Regions from separate parts of the Mus musculus genome. Here region 2 is linked to region 1. Evidence: chromatin contacts called from public promoter capture Hi-C data. All regions are on one chromosome and are shown on one strand. Each heading gives the region's core, a stretch centred on a gene start, on an enhancer-like site or on the middle of the called end of the contact. The rest is flanking DNA. Distances are from core to core; before and after follow the strand shown. Region 1 holds the start of 4933439C10Rik (RIKEN cDNA 4933439C10 gene). Region 2 holds the start of Mapk7 (mitogen-activated protein kinase 7).

Region 1 (5,771 bases), core at 2,439-4,938:
GCCCTGGCTGTCCTAGAACTCGTGCTGTAGACCACCAGCTCTGTAGACCTTGAACTTGCACGGATGCGCCTGCCTCTGCCAGGATTAAAGCTGTGCGCCACACCACCCTGCTCCCTTCTAGCTGCTTATAGTTGGGTTTTCTTCTTAGGTTCCTCTGTGTCACCCCCAAGTTCTACCTCAGTGACCCGGCTAAACTTCTTCCTTTCCCTGTTTCAGAGAAGAGCTGGCCAAAAGGATCTAAAGGCCAAAGTATCTTTTCTGGGAGGCCAGTTCAAACTGGCTAGATCTACGCTAAGTTAAGGTGCCATGAGTCTTTAATCATCTGTAGCTAAGCAATGTCTCCAATCTCCTGACAGTTAATAATTGCCAAGGATCACAAAAGGAATAAAAAGGGACATCGGATTTTCTGGAAATTTTCCAGAATCCCCAGGAAAAAAAAAGTAATATTCCTATTTTGTTAGTTGGTGCCCCCACCTTCCTTAGTTTTTGCCCCTTGAGATAAGAGTCTAGCCTGGGCTGCCTTGCTACTAGACATGCAGCACAGCCCAGGCTGGCCTCCAGCTCTCCGTCTTCCTGCCTCAGCTTCCCAGGTGCTGGGACTCACAGGCATGCACCCAGGCAGTCGGCCCCCCTCAGTTACACCATAGCTAGAGTACTCCCATGGCCAAGGGGTAGGAAGTTGACTTTCAAGTCTGTTTCCCATTCTTGGCAAGAGTCAAAGTCCCGGGCTGGAGAGATGGCTCAGTGGTTGAGAGCACTGACTGCTCTTCCCGAGGTCCTGAGTTCAAGTCCCAGCAACCACATGGTGGCTCACAACCATCCATAATGAGATCTGATGCCCTCTTCCAGTATGTCTGGAGACAGTTACAGTGTCCTTACATATAATAAATAAATCTTTAAAAAAAAAATCAAAGTCACACTCATTTTAAGGCTGTCACTCTGATGGCAACAGAGATGGGGGGATCATTGGGACCACAGAGCAGGGTTTACAAGTGTCATCAGGTACTTCACCCACAACTCCTGACAGAACCCTGCTTGTTACAGAGTGAAATGCCTTTCTGTGGCTGCCCCAGGGCCCCATCACCTCAACTCCTTCATTTCAAAGACCACCTTTGCCAGGATGCCTGACACACCTGACTCCTCAATACAGCATGGTAACAACTCTCAGGCTCTGCTCAGAACTCAGTCCTGAGGTTGCTGTTCTGATTCAGTTTCCCCGTGGCTCCACTGACCAGAGCTCTGCTCACTATTCGCCCTTCCGATGGTCAGTGGGGTGCACAGATGCGCCCAGGATCTGGATGGGAGTGGCAAACTGCAGCTGTCTTGCAGACTCTCAGTACATATTCCCTGAATAGCCTCACAATGAAGCAGACAGCATCAGTCTCCTGTATGAGGGAGGTACCTGAAGCACAGAGAGGTCACGCAGGCCTTAGATCACCTGACTGCGCCTTGATGGGTGTGATTTAACACAGGTGCTCCGATTCCAGTCTATTAGTCCCTATTCCAGGTTCTATGCAGAAGAAACACAGAAAGAAGGCATATTAGGAGTCATTGGCGGCTTCTGAACAGCGAGAGGGGACCTAAATCCTGAGAGTTGTGAGCTCAGGGGGAGAAACTAAAGGGAAAGTGTTTGTGGGGGGAGAAAAATCCCATGTATCAGCCACCTCCTGGCGCTGCATTTTACCTGCGTGAGGGCTCCAATAAGTGCGCCTCTGAGGAATCCAAGTATTGAGCAGCCACCAGGCAGGAGCCTAAACAGCAGCCCTTCGGGATACACAACTGGACTAATCACTAGGCTTGACTCCCCAACGGGGTCTTTGGTCATTCCAGGCTGTGCTTCCTGGCTGGTGTTTTTGAAAAGGGATTGGCATGGATTTGTAAGTCTAGGTGGCTCCTATTGCTCTCTGTGAGCCTTAAGTCCCAGCCTTGGGTGACCCTTGCTTGCTCAGCGTTCTTCTGCACTTGGGGAACAATCATCCACTTGACTCACCTCCTAATGTCCCAAAACCTCGACCCTTAACTCCATACCTACTAGTCGGAAGAGATTGTCCCAGTCCCAATTATTAGAAGGAAACGGAAGCACGAAGTCTGCCGGTGGTGGGGTGTCTCTATCAAACCACCTTCTTTAAGGGTGACTTCCTACCATGTACCTTCGAAAGAGAACCAGAAAGGGGAAAAAAAATCAGCACAGTAGCTCACTTCTAGGCAGATTTTTCTTTGCTTCCTCCCTTTGACAGTCCGGCTCCATTGTCCAGCCCGAGGGAACTGAGGGAGGATTTGGACTCTACTCAACACAGGGTAGATGAGGCAGGAATAGGTTCCAATGCCCTAGTTCTTGGTCACCTCTCACTCTCCGTGACTTAAGTCACTCTGTCCTGTGTTTATGCATTAAGCCAGCGACAAGCTCCCCAACTCATACTCTCAGGATTGGCAACCTTCTCTCTCCGTACTCACCAGGACTATCCTGGTGCTCAGAGGGACCCAGAGTGCTACAGTCTTCCTTAAACAGAGAAATCGTAGATCATCTCCATGCCACGAAGCCGCGGGCCGCTGCTTCGGCGAGCACCGTGGATCGCTGGGTCTGCATTTCTCCAGTCCTACCGATTTGGGTGGCTCTGGCAGCGTTGGCTTTGAAATGGAATTGCGGCTGGAAGGGATTGGGGCACAACAGCACACACGGGATGCAAATGGTCACTGGGAGATCCCCTTACACCTCATCCCTCCTCCTCCCAATTCTGGCATTTCGCCAGCGCCGCCAGACCAGCCCTTCCCTGCGCCCACACAAGAGGAGCAGAGAAGAGCAAAGCCCCAAGCCGGCCTCCCTGGCTGGTGGCCGCGCGAACTGGCCCCCAGCGCCCGGGTCCCGCCGGGGCGCGCGCGCGCATCCCGAGCCCGCTAGGAAGGCCCACAAAGCTAAAGCCCGGGCCCCGGGCCCAGGCCGGGAGAGCACGGAGCGGGGCGGGGCGGGGCGGTCCAGGCGGGCCGGGGGTGTCGGATGTCACCCCCCCGCGTACACCTCGGCCAGGAGGCGGGGAAGCGAACCACTGAGATGAGGAGACCTCCTCGGTCCTAGAGCGGTGCAGGAAGTGTCCCAGGGGAGGGAGCCGGAGGGCTCCGGCCTTTCCTTTCCGCGGCGGCCCGGCCTACGCGGCCCGCCAACCGGGACGCTGCGCAGCGGTGAGTATACTGTGGCCCGGCTTCCCATGCCCCGCTGTCTGAACCCGGAACCCGCTCCCCACTTCCCGCGCTCTGATCCCCAGCCCGCGCCTGGGTCCTGCTCCCTGTTCTCCTCTTCCCGCGTCCGGGCCCAGATCCCTGCTCCCAGAGCCGCGTCCTCATAGGTGCCCTCGGGGATGAAGCAATACAATTCTCTTCCAGGCGTCTCCCTTCGCTCCCAAGCCCAGCTGATGCATTCTAGAGGATCCCGAGACAGGGTTGGCCTGGCCAGGGACCGAGTCTGGCCCATGCATTGGAGCCGCCTCTGCCAAAACACCAGAGAGACCGAGCTGGAAGGTGAGGATCTGCTCGCCTGCTGTCCCGGGCTTCGAAGGAAAGAGCCAGCAAATCTGAAAGAGTGGAAGCGACAGAAACCCCATAGTTCTCCTGGCCTAAAACACCCTCCTCTTCCTCCTCCTCCTGCTCTTCATTCCTTCCCTGGGATCCTGCGCCTTCAATAACTGCTTTGGGCAAGCCCCGCCCCTGCGGGAGCCCTCCCCTCCCTAACGGTAGTTCATTCATAAAGCTTCCGCTCCCGAGGCTCCTGCGCGCCAGGTGCCAGAGTGACAAAGAGGCACACGCTTGTCTGGCCTAGGGCTCTTTGAGAGCAGTCCCCCAGCAGAACCGGGTGCTGAGGGTGGGACCCTGGACACACTATCCTAAGTGTAGACCTGAGCCATTCAGGGCCCAGCAGGTGGGAGACAGTGGGCGGAGGAAGCAGGAGAGAGCGGGCGGGGCCCGGATTGGGTTCTTAATACGGGAGTAAGACGTGAGAGTAGTCGAGGTTCACAGCCTGTTGCTTTCAGAAGCTCGCGTCGGGTGTCTGCCTTTACTTCGGCAATCAGAGGAATACAGAAAAGTTGAGGTTCCAGGTTGTTATTCGGTTGCTTGGTGGCTTTCTGGTATCGCTTGTCTTCCAGCAAAGTGGTGCTGCCCCGCTGGGAGTCTCTTCCAGGTGAGGGTGTAAAGGGCCAGGCAGTGAGCGGCCCTGCCTGGGCTTTTCCGGAATCCCGAGAGCCCAACTCGGTGACTCCGTTTACCTTTTCTCCGAGTGTTCCAAAGTGTGGGTCAAGTGGAGAGACCGTGATATACTGTGCCCCTGGTGTGTTTGCTGGATTGTGTATGTGATAGTCGGGCTGAAAGCCTGGCGGTGACTGCCTCCTCTCTCATGACCAGGAAGGGCCACAATGTCACTATGTGTACCACTGCCTTAAGGAGAATCTGGAGAAAACAAGGGATAGGCTCAGACGGAACACTAGTAGCTTTTTTTTTTTTAGCCACATTTTTAGGTACTAAAATATAATTACATAACTACCCCCTTCCCTTCCCTCCAGCCCCTTTTACTCACACACACACACACACACACACTTATGCACGCACCTGCACACTTAACTATATAACAAGAACTTAAAAATTTTTTTTGAGATTTAAATTTTTAATAACATGTATACCTGTGTAGATATCTTTGTGTGAGTCTATGCCCTTGGGTGCGGTGCCCATGGAGGCTCGAAGAGGGTGTGGGAAACACTTACAGGACTTTGTGGACAGAGGGAAAAGTAGTGTGTACTCTCAACCAACCACTCAGCTGCTTCTGCAGCCCCTGTGTTGGACCAGGTGCGTGTAAGGCTTGTCATAAAGCACTGTATGGGGAAGAGGCACAGTCTTAGCTGCAACTCTGACACTGAGCTGTACCCCCAGGCCTAGCATTGGTGGTTTTAAATACAAGTCTTACTTTAACGCTCTGAGTTCCTTCTGTACCTGGGAGTTTTTGTCCTTGCCAGCACAGAGTGAAAGTTTCTGTCCCTGGCAGAGTGACATTGTTCCACGGTGGTCTTGCATAACTTCCCTTGCATATTTTTTTTTCCTCCAGTTCAATTTGTGAAGACCTCAAGAACAGAGACGGTGACTTCGACTCCAAAGCTTCAAGATTGTGGCCTGCTGGGGCTATTATCCTCCAGGAGGACCTGTCCATCAAAGGTATCACAAACCTTGGTTACACATAGATGCCTGTGGCCTCCTTGTTCTCCTGGGGTACTGGGAATGCCAGTGTCCTGTTGAATCGCCACCACTTTTCTCCCAAATGCCCTGCCTTCTTTACTGCCACATGTTAGGGGACTCCTCATGGAGTGATGGCTTGTGGGAAGGGTCATCTTTCTTTCGGTTCCCATGTGTAAGGACCAGCCACACCAACACTTCGTACATTTCCCAGGAATTCCTCAAAGGGCTGGTCTCCCATGGGCTCTGCCTAGCACCCCCTCAGAAGTGGCCACAGGAGACCAGAGCATTGAAGCCAGTGATTTCTGTTTGGAAATAGGGTCGTCTTCTGCCGCTGACCCCCATCAAATCCCATCATGCCCACAGCCCTGTGCCCACGAGTCTTGGCTCCAAAGGAAAGTGAGGAGCCCAGGAAAATGAGGAGTCCTCCTGGAGAGAACCCCAGCCCTCAGGGTGAGCCTCCCAGCCCAGAGTCCTCTCGACGCCTCTTCCGCCGCTTCCGCTACCAGGAGGCCGCAGGCCCTCGGGAGGCCCTGCAGCGCCTCTGGGAGCTGTGCCGG
Region 2 (6,319 bases), core at 927-3,426, 2.0 Mb before region 1:
ATCTCTATCACCTGACTAGAAACCTCAACACTCCCCGTGTATGTTTTTCATGGGTCATGCTCTGTTTTTGTGCTCTCCCTACCCAGTCCACACTCCCAGTGGGGTGGACCTGTCATGAACCATCCCCTCCTTGCCTCCAGCCTTCCCACACCACCTGTGTCCCCATGCTGATTGCCAGAAGCATCTTTCAGAGCTACAGCTCAAAAGAGCCATTTTCCTCAAAATTCCTAGTGACTTCCTGCAGCCTGAGCTTGGGATCCTGAGCTAAACCAGAGCCAGGTCAGAAGCCTGACCATGGCCAACCAGGGCTCAGAAGCCGGAAAGGTGAGTTTTGTACATGTCACGTTGATAGTCTTCATTAGCTCCCCGACCGCCCCCACCCGTATGCTTGGTCTCACTTTTATTTTTGAAACTATAATCTTCTGGGCCAGTTCATTTTCCTGGCTTTTATAAGGTGCAGAACACAGAGGTCCAAGTACTAAAGTGACGTCATTTACTGAGCCAGGGCTGAGAGGTATGGCAGAGTGGTGGAGGGTAGTGGTGGACTGAAGAAGCTATATCCTTCAGTGGTGGGGTTCCAGCCTGTTTCTGCTGTGTGCAAATGCTGGCCTGATGGTGACAAATCTGATTCCATGAGGGGTAACTTCCTATCTGAAGCACAGGCAAATAATCTTCAACTGAGCTGTGTCTACCCTGGAACAGCTCCAAAGAATAAGAATCTTGCATTATCTAGTAAAATACCAGATTCCGTCCTCTTTCAACTCTTCCCCCTTGCAGGCATTTTTTTTCTGCAGATCCCTGTGCCATGCACAGGAACTATCTGCTCAGCAAAAAATACCCAAGACTGCTGGGAACAGAGGAACATTTCAGCCAAAGTCTACCTGAGGGGTCTTAGCTGAACACGCTGAATTTAAGATAAAATCTTCACTAACCTCTAAAGACATCCATTTAAATACTTTCCACCTTCTTTCCCATGCCCCGGTAACACTGAATTGAGACTCTCTGAACATTCTGTCAAAATAGTCATTTAGCCAGGCAGTGAACACCTTTAATCTTAGCGCTCAGGAGGCAGAGGCAGGCAGCTCTCTGTCAATTTGAGGCCAGCCTCTGCCTGTTCAGTGCTGGGACTAAAAGCATGAGCCGGTACATCCAGTTTTTTTAGAAATTTTAATCTAAATCAAAGGCGCAGGTATTAAGTTTGTGAAAATGAATTGATGTGTGAAACTTTCTGCATGTAGTACCAAATGCTGGGCAACACAAACAACCGTGTATGATATCTAAGATCCATTTCTGCTTTAGACTCAACCTTTGGCTTTTGATTGAGAACTCAGTAATAAATGTCAAGGGGACACTCAGACTTTACTGGATTTCATCCCAGTTTCCCTCTCCACACTTTTCTTGTCTCACTGGGAATCCCGAATCTCTTTGGAGATTGGAGACTTAAGCTGCCTACCGAGAACTTTTCTAGCTCTCGAGTTAACAATGCTCACTTTTGCCTCAACCGGACGTCCCAGCCGGATGGAGGAAAAATGGAAGAGGAAAGGGAAAAAGTTGTTGGGTCTGGCCCGGTTCAGAGCGCATGCGCATCCCCGCCAGGTCCTCACTGGCTGGGGGTGGGGGTGGGGGTGTTGGAGTGGTTGGGGGGGTGGGGGAAAACAAGTCAGCGACGCTCTAAAGACTGGGGTCTCTGGTCACTACTCCGGGGTAAGGCGTCCAGAACTTCCGGCGCCGAAAGAGTGCGCAGCAAATTCCCTAGGAAATAAAGCTAACAAGGAAGGAAGAGGAGCCAAAAGGACGGGGTGGGGGTGGGGGGGTGCGGAGCTTGTTGCCTAGGTAACACCCCTCCTCCCTCCCTTATCTCCGCCCTTCGGGCCTGTGGAGCGAGTAGGCTCAGAAGTACAAGAGAACTTGGTGGGGCCTTGCTCGCTTCCCCCCCACCACCCAAGCTCCGGAGGCTGCTAGTACGCATGCGTGAGAGCATGGTGCGGGGCTGCGCGCGCACCCCTGAGGAGCACGCATCACCCCTTGGGCGGCTCCCGCCCGGAGTGGGACAGCTGGGCGCGCGCGCGCGCGCGCGTGATTGACAAGGGCGCGGTTTTCCCGTCCGGTAAGTTTTGATTGGACAGAGTAAAATAAAGGGGTGGGAACCTCCACGGAGGCCGCTCAACGATTGGCTGGGAGCTGGAGGAGCGTGGTCCCGGGGCGGCCGGTGGGGTGGTCTGCTTCGGCGCACGCGAGGCTTTGGTGGTGGCCGCGGTTCTTGTTAAGTGAGCGAGCCCGGGGGAACACTCATCACTGGGTTGGCAAGACTCAGGAATCCCAAATTCCCGAGGAGGCGTGGCGGCGGGGTGCCGGCCGGTCGGTGAGTGCGATCCCGGGAGTCCCAGCGCCCCGCCCCTCCCTTTCTTCCGGGGCCGCGCCGCGCCCCCCTGGATCCTGGGCCGTGGGGTTCTCTGTGCCAGCGGTCCCCTCTCGCCTGCTGCACAGGTCCTGCCTCCAAACCCACAGAGGCGGAACTGAGAGGCCCTCAGGACGATCTTCTCATCAGCGCTTCGTACAGACCATGGCCGAACCGCTGAAGGAGGAGGACGGCGAAGATGGCTCTGGGGAGCCCCCTGGGAGGGTGAAGGCAGAACCCGTTCACACCGCTGCCTCTGTGGTGGCCAAGAACCTGGCCCTGCTCAAAGCCCGCTCCTTCGACGTGACCTTTGACGTGGGGGACGAGTACGAGATCATCGAGACCATAGGCAATGGGGCCTACGGGGTGGTGTCTTCGGCGCGCCGCCGCCTCACGGGTGAGCTGGCTTCCTGAGGCTCAGCATGTGTGGACTGCTTTCCAGAGGCGGTGAGGAACCCGCACGGTCCCAGGAGGATCAGCTGCGCCGGGGATTCTGGTTCCACTCACGCTTACGGACTAGGTGCCAGCTCCCCGTTAGGTACCCTTCTCAGGAACCCCTGCTTCTCCCAGTCAGCCTACTTTCTCCTTAGGAAAAGGATATTCCCTGTAAGCCAGAATAGAGAGATGCTCTTTGGTGTCCAAAAGAGATATGTTCTAGAGCCAGAGATTGGCACGATGGAGTGGTGGAAGAATGGGGAGGATCTGGGATGGACTGACTATGTGAGGAGGGAGGGAGGGAGGATCAGTTAGTACAGTCACAACCACTGCTAACTAGCCGCGCCTCCTCTCTATGTGAGCTATTAGCAGCCGTTTCACGAGGCAGTTGCGAAATTAAAATTTGATATATGTTACACACAGGGCCCTGCACACAGTAGGTACTTACTGCTATCTGGGCTCCAGAAGAGCAGTGCTGGAAGGGACCTGCAGCTAACTTGAAGGTACTCTCTGGTATATGCCCTTTTCCTGCTCCCCAGGCCAGCAGGTGGCCATCAAGAAGATACCTAATGCTTTTGATGTGGTGACCAATGCCAAACGGACCCTCAGGGAGCTGAAGATCCTCAAACACTTCAAACACGACAATATCATCGCCATCAAGGACATCCTGAAGCCTACTGTGCCCTATGGAGAATTCAGATCTGTGTAAGGAGTGGGCCAGGAGGAGGAGACACAGTCGGGATCAGCTTAGAAGCCCAGGTTCAGTAATACTGAAGTTCTGGCAGGGCGGTTGAACCCAGAGTGATGCGGGCTGTGAGTCCAGGACATTGGTAGGGACAGTTCTTATCTCTCAAGAGGGCAAGGGCTGGGGATGTCGATCACTGGTAGGCTGATGAGCATCTTTGAGGTTTTAGGTTGACTCTCCTGTACAAAAGGGGAAAAGAATCAAGAGGATTTACCTCTTTATGGTCATGCCACCTTTGGTTATATCATAAGTTCAAGGCTAGTCTAGACCCTGTTCCAAAAGACAAAACAAAAAACCAAAACAGCAATAGAGGAGAGGGAGAGAGGACAGACAGACAGGACAGATCCAAATTGTAAGACAACGGACACAATACATTGTAGTGTCACACAGCAGTGTCCTCATGGCAGACAACTAATTATTCACAGAATACCTCCTTAAAAATAGAGTCTTCAACATAGCTTTTTCAGTAGCTGTTGGCAAACTGTAGAGTTTGCTCTAAAATTAACCATACTGGCCAATCTTGGTAGATTTGAATATTTCTATAAAAAAAATTTTTTTTGACAGAAATTAGGTCCATGGAGAAAGTGATTTGTCAGAAAGCTGTAAAAAAGTTGGGGCTAGAAAAAACCGATTCGGTGATTAAGATCACTCGATCTTTCAGAGGACTTGGCTTCAGTGCATAGTGTCTTCACGGTGGCTAACTGACATCTGTGACTCCGGTGTTGGGATCAGACTCCCTCTTTCTGCCTCTGTAGACACAAGGCACACAAGTAGTACACATACGTTCAGGAAAACATACACATACGTTTAAGAAAACTTTCATAAAAGTTGTGGCCAGGCGGTGGTGGCGCATGCCTTTAATCCCAGCACTGGGGAGGCAGAGGCAGGCAGATCTCTTGAGTTTTGGGTTTGAGGCCAACCTGGTCTACAAGAGCAAGCAAGTTCCAGGCCAGATAAGGCTACACAGACATCTTGTCTTGAAAAAAAGAAAGAAAGAATGAAAGTTGTAGAAAACCTAGAACCTGTTGCTATTCTCTCTTTCCATGCTGTTAGTCCTTTGGGGTTTCACTGTAAGGCCATAACCTCAGGAATTGGGAGTGCCAGGGGACGGAGTGCCAGGGGGGGCTTCTCCCTGTGATGTGAGGAGGCTAGCTCACCCGTTTCTTCCCATTTTCAGCTATGTGGTACTGGACCTCATGGAGAGCGACCTACACCAGATCATTCACTCTTCACAGCCGCTCACCCTGGAACATGTGAGATACTTCCTGTACCAGCTGCTTCGGGGCCTCAAATACATGCACTCTGCTCAGGTCATCCACCGTGATCTTAAACCCTCTAACCTTCTGGTCAATGAGAACTGTGAGCTCAAGATCGGTGACTTTGGAATGGCCCGTGGCCTCTGTACTTCCCCTGCCGAGCACCAGTACTTCATGACTGAGTATGTGGCTACTCGCTGGTACCGTGCCCCGGAGCTCATGCTTTCCCTGCACGAGTATACGCAGGCAATCGACCTCTGGTCTGTGGGCTGCATCTTTGGTGAGATGCTGGCTCGGCGCCAGCTCTTCCCAGGCAAAAACTACGTGCACCAGTTACAGCTGATCATGATGGTGTTGGGAACTCCGTCACCAGCTGTGATTCAGGCTGTGGGGGCTGAAAGGGTGCGAGCCTATATCCAGAGCCTGCCACCAAGGCAACCTGTGCCTTGGGAGACAGTATACCCAGGTGCTGACCGCCAGGCCCTCTCCCTGCTGGGACGCATGTTGCGATTTGAACCCAGTGCCCGAATCTCAGCTGCTGCTGCCCTTCGCCACCCCTTCCTGGCTAAGTACCATGACCCTGATGATGAGCCTGATTGCGCCCCACCTTTTGACTTTGCTTTTGACCGTGAAGCCCTTACCAGGGAGCGCATTAAGGAGGCCATTGTGGCTGAGATTGAGGACTTCCATGCACGACGGGAGGGCATCCGCCAACAAATCCGCTTCCAGCCTTCTCTGCAGCCTGTGGCTAGTGAGCCTGTGTGTCCAGATGTTGAGATGCCCAGTCCCTGGGCTCCAAGTGGAGACTGTGCCATGGAGTCGCCTCCTCCAGCACTGCCACCATGCTCTGATCCTGCACCTGACACCGTTGATCTGACTCTGCAGCCTGCCCCGCCGGCCAGTGAGCTTGCTCCACCAAAAAGAGAGGGTGCCATCTCCGACAATACCAAAGCAGCCCTCAAAGCTGCCCTGCTCAAGTCCCTAAGGAGCAGGCTCAGAGGTGGTGTGTGGGCCCAGCAGCTGAGTGGGTAGTGGAGTGGTAGACAGGGATTCTGGGACAGATCTGTAAGCCATTACCTTTCCCTTGTCCAACTTTTCTGCAGATGGGCCCAGTGCACCCTTGGAGGCGCCTGAGCCTCGAAAGCCCGTGACAGCTCAGGAACGCCAGCGAGAACGAGAAGAGAAGCGCAGGAGGCGACAAGAGAGAGCCAAGGAGCGGGAGAAGCGACGACAAGAGAGAGAACGCAAGGAGAGGGGGGCTGGTACCTTGGGGGGCCCCTCTACTGACCCTCTGGCTGGACTGGTGCTCAGTGACAATGACCGAAGCCTGCTAGAGCGGTGGACTCGCATGGCTAGGCCTCCTGCCCCTGCCCCTGCCCCAGCGCCAGCACCAGCGCCAGCACCGTCCTCTGCCCAGCCCACTAGTACTCCTACTGGCCCCGTATCTCAGTCTACTGGTCCTCTACAGCCTGCAGGCTCTATTCC

Evidence for each region. Capture Hi-C pulls out chosen DNA fragments and counts their contacts.
Region 2: a promoter capture Hi-C map of liver shows a contact between it and region 1, with 2.5 times the contacts expected there. The contact joins the promoter of Mapk7 here to the promoter of 4933439C10Rik in region 1. A contact is called at or near these places in 1 of 39 promoter capture datasets (liver), 1 of 115 datasets of contacts at active chromatin or transcription factors (microglia) and 2 of 9 other capture datasets (adipose tissue and liver).

Annotation. Positions count from the first base shown.
Region 1 is chr11:59,503,570-59,509,340 of GRCm38.p6, reverse strand. 4933439C10Rik (RIKEN cDNA 4933439C10 gene) reads right to left here and starts at 3,688. Exons shown (of 5, transcript NR_015585.3): 1 at 2,455-3,688; 2 at 2,029-2,150; 3 at 1,403-1,510. It overlaps Zkscan17 (zinc finger with KRAB and SCAN domains 17), which reads left to right and starts at 2,701. Exons shown (of 10, transcript NM_172941.4): 1 at 2,701-3,177; 2 at 3,379-3,513; 3 at 5,087-5,193; 4 at 5,531-5,771. The coding sequence starts at 5,568.
Region 2 is chr11:61,490,123-61,496,441 of GRCm38.p6, reverse strand. Mapk7 (mitogen-activated protein kinase 7) reads left to right here and starts at 2,176. Exons shown (of 7, transcript NM_011841.2): 1 at 2,176-2,362; 2 at 2,488-2,795; 3 at 3,373-3,538; 4 at 4,756-5,834; 5 at 5,938-6,319. The coding sequence starts at 2,564.